2 separate regions of the Mus musculus genome follow, and region 1 is linked to region 2. Evidence: chromatin contacts called from public promoter capture Hi-C data. All regions are on one chromosome and are shown on one strand. The core of a region is the stretch at or near the end of the contact, and the rest is flanking DNA. Distances in the headings are between cores, read along the strand shown. Region 1 holds the start of Dcaf13 (DDB1 and CUL4 associated factor 13). Region 2 holds the start of Fbxo43 (F-box protein 43).

Evidence for each region. Promoter capture Hi-C pulls out the DNA fragments that hold promoters and counts their contacts.
Region 1: a contact with region 2 is called in a promoter capture Hi-C map of pre-B cells, with 6 times the contacts expected there. The contact joins the promoter of Dcaf13 here to the promoter of Fbxo43 in region 2. A contact is called at or near these places in 3 of 39 promoter capture datasets (erythroid cells, liver and pre-B cells).

Annotation. Positions count from the first base shown.
Region 1 is chr15:39,111,270-39,114,193 of GRCm38.p6, reverse strand. It overlaps Dcaf13 (DDB1 and CUL4 associated factor 13), which reads right to left and starts at 1,320. Exons shown (of 11, transcript NM_198606.2): 1 at 1,143-1,320. The coding sequence starts at 1,212. Slc25a32 (solute carrier family 25, member 32) reads left to right here and starts at 1,478. Exons shown (of 7, transcript NM_172402.3): 1 at 1,478-1,846. The coding sequence starts at 1,693.
Region 2 is chr15:36,163,331-36,166,433 of GRCm38.p6, reverse strand. Fbxo43 (F-box protein 43) reads left to right here and starts at 1,573. Exons shown (of 5, transcript NM_001081253.2): 1 at 1,573-1,964.

The DNA of each region.
Region 1 (2,924 bases), core at 71-2,570, 2.9 Mb before region 2:
GCATATAGGAATAGGATTCTTTCCTCTCTTTTCAAGCTGATAGGAAAGCCTGCTAATCAGCATGAACCATGAGATAATGTGATAAGCACTGACAAATCCAAACAATGTGTACTGAAAACACAGAAGAGGACACTGATGCGCAGGATGGAGGGCACTTGTAGGGATAAGTATGTAAAGATACGTACATAAGTATAGCTCCAAGACAAAGCCTGAAATGCACCCACATTGGCAAGGGTAACGTAAGCCACTGTCTTAGTTAGGGTTTTACTGCTGTGAGCAGACACCACGACCAAGGCAACTCTTATAAGGACAACATTTAGTTGGGGCTGGCTTACAGGTTCAGAGGTTCAGTCCATTATCATCAAGGTGAGAACATGGTAAAATCTAGGCAGGCATGGTGCAGGAGGAGCTGAGAGTTGTTCTACAGCTTCATCTGAAGGCTGCTAGGAGAATACTTTCTGCTAGGCAGCTAGGACTAGGGTATTAAAGCTCTCACCCACAGTGACACACCTACTCCAACAAGGCCACTCCCTGGGCCAAGCACTATAAACCATGACAGCTCCATCCAGCAATGCACTGTTTGGTGAAAGTGGAAGAAAAAAAAAAGTAATGAGGTTCAAAGATTCAAAATAATTAACGTCAAACTCTGGGGACAAATCTACTTTTCATTTAAGAAATATTACCAAAAAAAAAAAAAAGAAAAGAAATTATTACCATGTAAAACACCTTGGGAGCTGGGGGGGGGGGCCATATACCACACGTTAGCAATGCTAGGGGGAGGAGAGAGAACCTTTAGTAACGCAGACAGGGTTTCTCTCTGTAGCCCCGGCTGTCCTGGAACTCACTCTGTAGACCAGGCTGGCCTTGAACTCAGAAATCCGCCTGCCTCTGCCTCCCAAGTGCTGGGATTAAAGGCGTGTATACGTAACTACTTCCCACTAGAGGAAAATTCTCACAAAGGACGTAGAGGTATGTGCCATCTGCAGTTCTGATCCTCACCAGCCCCGTGTGGACGCAGCCGCCTAGGCGGAGAGGGAAACCGAGACCAGAGCGCTGGCCTCCCGCCCCTTTTACTGCTCGAAAGCTGGCCAGACCCAAAGAATCCGGGAGGAGGCCCCTTCCTCTGTTCCAGTTCCTCTCACCTCTTTGTATGTCCAGCTTGGTTTCGCGGACATAGTTGTCAGGGTTTCGGCTCAGCATTTTCACCTTCATCTTGGCGGCTCTGGGTGTCGGACTCCACGAGCCTTTAAACCGGGCTCGACTTACCGGGGCCAGCACGCAGACACACTACTTCCGCCTTCCGCGGGCTTCCTGTCACGTGGCTCCGCAGAGTGGCAGCCGGATGGCTCAGCTGGACCTCGCGGCGTTCCGTAGTCTCTCCGGCTAGGAGCTGGAGGGGGCGGTCCTTCAGCTGTCGCTCGCGTCTTGACCCGAGGGCGAGCGCGCGCAGCTGTGGGCGGGGCCAGGCCTGCTGGGCGGGGCTAAGCAAGCTCCGCTCTGAGGTTTCTCCTACTCCCCGCTTTGCCGCGGGTGTGACTTGCCTGCAGCAGCGTCCCGGGCTCCGGTCCCGGAAGTGGGCTCGCGTCCTGCGGTTCCAGGCCCCGGGCCGCGACAGTCGCCACGGTGGCGGCCACTACATCACGCCCCACGTCGGCGGCGCTGGACGCCGTAGTGTCGACGAACCCGGAGCCCATGACAGGCCAGGGCCAGTCGGCTGCCGGGTCGGCGGCGTGGAGCGCGGTGTTCCGCCACGTCCGGTACGAGAACCTGGTGGCTGGCGTGAGTGGCGGGGTCTTGTCCAACCTGGCGCTGCACCCGCTCGACCTCGTGAAGATCCGCTTCGCTGGTAAGAGCCTGCCCACGTCCCGGGCGGCTTCCCTTGCTGCCAGCCCCAGCGAAGCACTTACACGCAGAAGAGACATTAGTCTCCCCAGACTCTACTACAAGGGGGAGAGCCCCTAAGATGATGCTGTGCACCCTGCGTTACCTGGAGCTAGGATTTAGGAAGGGGACCCCGGCTTTCCCTGTGTCTCCTAACCATAAAGGATAGGGAAAGTGGGTGAAGTTTGAGAGAAAGGAGGTTGTCACATTTGACCCTCATGTTCACGAGTCATTCACTCTTTGGGGTAATTTGAAGTCTTAGGGCAGCCACGTGTTTGGCTGTATAAAGTCAGACGAAAGTACAAGTGTGTGAGCCGGTGCTTTGTCACCTTCGGAGAGTAAGGTCATAGTTTGGGATTAAAATATTCACTAAAGTTTCTTTAGTTTGCAGTATTTAAAAATATGCATTGTCTGGTGAAGGAAGGAGGAGCTTCTACACTCTAAATAACTGTATTAAAGTGTGAATTAAGTATATGGAAATTAGCACGGCATTTTAGGAATTAATACCAAGTTGCATTACATAGGTGAGCCTTGGTAACTATTTAGAAACCATTTCTGTTATTTCATTTATTACAAACTAAATTTTTCCAGAAAATCAAATCTTTAGAGATGGATTTAGTAGAGCATTCTAATTTTATTCGATTTACTTGATGTATGTGTCTTAATGTTGAACAGTGGAGTCGAACTAAGAAGTACCAACAGTTTCTTATCGTTAGGAAACTTAAAAATGTAATTACCCTAAGATATATAAAAGGATTCTACACAACATGAAATCAGTTGCTAAGTAGAATAAATTCAAATACAAAATAAGAGCACAAATAGGCTATATAAAAAGACTATATAAGGAAAGCTGGGGCTGGAGAGATGACTTAGCCTTTCCACAGGACCCACATTGAGTTCTCAGCACCCACTTTGAGCAGGTGGCTCCCAACTGTCTATAATTCTGGCTTCAAGGAAACCTAACATCTCTGGACTCTGCCAGCACATGCACATACCCACCCAGGGGCACATATGAAATATGAAATGATAAAGTAAATATTAAA
Region 2 (3,103 bases), core at 324-2,823:
GCAGTGTGGTAAGGGTGCTGGGAACAAAACTCAGGTCCTTTGAAAGAGTAGCAAGTGCCCTTATCAGCTGAGCTGTCAAATTCTAACTGGTTTAATGGTTAGCACCTGCCCAGTGCCCTAGGGAGTGAGGGCACTCTCACCTGTTTATAAACAAGCCTCATTAAGAAACTGTGCCCTGTTCATCTTTGCATGAATAGCATGTAGCTTGAGCTTACTTTTGAGTTTGGGTATTTTAAGCCTATTTGTCAACGCTAAGGAGAATCCTCAGAGAAGAGGGTAGTGGTTGTTACTAGCTTAAAGGTGGCAGCTGAGGTTCTGATTGAGACCTGTGTCAATTTGGAGAAGATAAAACTTTGAACACTGCCTAGGTGGAATGTCTTGTTGCAGTGGTCCCAGGAAGAAAAGAGTCTCTGCTCGGAGAAGACCAGCTAGACAGGCGATGGGGGTCAGGCTGTGCATTCTTGGAACACTGAATGAAAGCCAAGACTTTAAATGTATTTGGTGTGATAGGTTCTTGGCTGTTTCTGATCCCTAAAAAGGAATGTCTGAAACCAATAAACACAGTCACTCATTTATTCATAACTTTTGTTTTGTTGGTTTTTTTTTTTTTTTTTTCAGGTCAGTGGCTATGTAGCTTAGGCTGACCTGAAACTTGGTATGTAGACATGGCTGGTCTCTATGGAGATCCTCTGCCTCCTGACTGCAGAGACTATAGAGGTGTGACTCACAACTTTTTTCTTTTTTGTCTATTCACAAAATTTATATATTTGTTCACTGTAGAAACGAGGGCAAAATCATAAACTATTTTTAAAAAAAATCATTAACCAGGTGTGGTGGCACACGCCAGAACTTGGAAGGTGGAATGAGGAGGATCGGGAGTTCAAGTCCAGCCTGGACTTCATGTGACACGGTCTTAAACACACACACACACACACACACACACACACACACACACACACACACACACACACAAAACCAAAACCAAAGTTGGGGGGTGTTGCTGGGTTTATTGGGGCACTCCTGTAATCCTAGCCATTGGAAGATGAAGGCAGGAAAATCAGGAGTTCCAGGACAGTCTTGGCTACCTAACAAGTTCAAGTGGACTCCCAGGGACCACTGCCACTCTCTTAACCCAAAATCAAATAGTTAGGAAGTCAACCTCTCCGTCCTTATGCTGTATTTACGCCTTTACTATCCAAAGCTGTTGATAGGATTCTTTGACTTTGTACATCGGGCGAAACACTTCCAGGGATGATGCCTGGCACTGCAGGTTTTCTAACCGATGCGTCCCTCCAGTCTGGTCGCACGCAGTGATGCAGGGACCAACAGAGAGCTGGATGGAGCAGGGCGGAGCTGCGAAGGGATGAGGGCGGGGAGGCGGGGCGAGCGCTCAGACGGAAGGTGGGGAGGGTGGTGCCCTGGGCGGGGAAAGGTGGCAGGGGCGGGCTCGGCCGAGGCTCCCGGCTCAGGTGGGCGGCGCGGCCCAGGTGCGCCGGCCCGCAGCCGCTCCGCCCTCCTCCCAGGGGCGTCTCCCGCCCGCACGCCCGCCCGCACGTCCGGGTGACGACCGTTAGTCCCGCCCGCAGCAGACGGCTCGGCAGCTCCGGTGGGGGGGCATCTCTGGTCTCTAGTCGGGAGATTCCCCCAGGTCCAAGACTGGCTGGAGAGAGGCCGGAGAGTGCGGCTGCTGCGGGGCGGAGAGATTCCGAGCGACTTGACCTTCCCAGCCGCTGCCCCTCCTGAAGCCGTCCCGGCGCTGCTCCGGGCTCCGTTAATTGTTGAGGTTTTTCTCTTAAGTGGTGGTACCTCGGCATGAACTTTAAAGGCAAAGATGACAGACTTTGTTGTTTGGAAGCCTACCTTACTTTGACATGTCTTAAGAACTCAAGGTTGACTGGTGGTAAGATATTCCACTTTAATGAGAGCATCGGTTTAACGAAGCAGTTTTCTGACTTGTATAGGGCGTAAGTCTTTTTTTTTTATTTTTATTTTTTTTTATTTTGCGTAAGTCTTTGTAGATAGGAGTTCTGAGTGATTTATCAGAACTTTTTTTTTTTTTTGCCATCAAAAGGTTTGTTTGATTCATCAGCCTGTGGTTGCATGAATAATTTTCAAAGTTTGAAGCAGGCATTTTGGTGTATAAGCAAGATGAGGATGAAGGCAGCGACAGAGTCTCTGGTTTTCCCAAGTAGGGAGCGTGTATCAGGGCTCCTACTTTATTCCCAACGGTTTTTAGCTTCCATTTCCCAAATCTTATGCTGGTGAGGCACCTAGTGGTGAAGTGGCAGAACAGGTCACTTTTAGAATAAATTTCACATGGAATAAAATTCAATACAATACAGTAAATGCACATGCTCTAACTTTCGCAAATTGATTGAATTAATATTTTTTCAGGAGAAAGTGATTTATGAGAGGAAACATTGTAACTTACTATTTGGAGCAATTTGTAGAAAGCAGAGCTTAATCATCTTGTCCTACCAGGCATGCGCAGAAGTTAGTCATAAGCACAGGGGATCAGAAGTCAAAACTGCCCAAAAGCGGAAGAGGCTTAAAAATCACTTTGCTTTATAGCAGTGAGCCTCGGATCTTGTGGTTTTTGTAGCAGGTTATTTTGTAATATTTAAACTACATATTTAACTTACATACCATACATGTCTAAGTCCATGTGGCCGAACGAGAGAAATGACTTCTATGGCATGCTATGTTTGCATGTGTGTCACCCACAAATAAATGTTAAAAAGAAAAAACATAGTGGTTTTTTTCTGATTTATTTTTAATTATGTATGTCTGTGTATGTGCATGAGTACAGTGCCCATAGAGACATACATAGAGACACTATTGAACATGAGGATGTGAGCTGGGAACCGAGCCTGGGTATCTGGTGAGAGCAGTGCAAAAGCTCTTGACCTCTGAGCCGCAGCCCCAGCCTCGCCTGGTGAGCTTTGAAAGGAAATAACTGAACACAGAGACATTAGAATGTTGCAACCGAATATACACTTGCTAACTAAAATCATACAGTAACAAAATAATCTGAAAATAAGGCTGGTATGTTTTTGTTAAGAATAGTTCAAGTAAATATTTGTGCTTGGTGCTTTGCCTATGG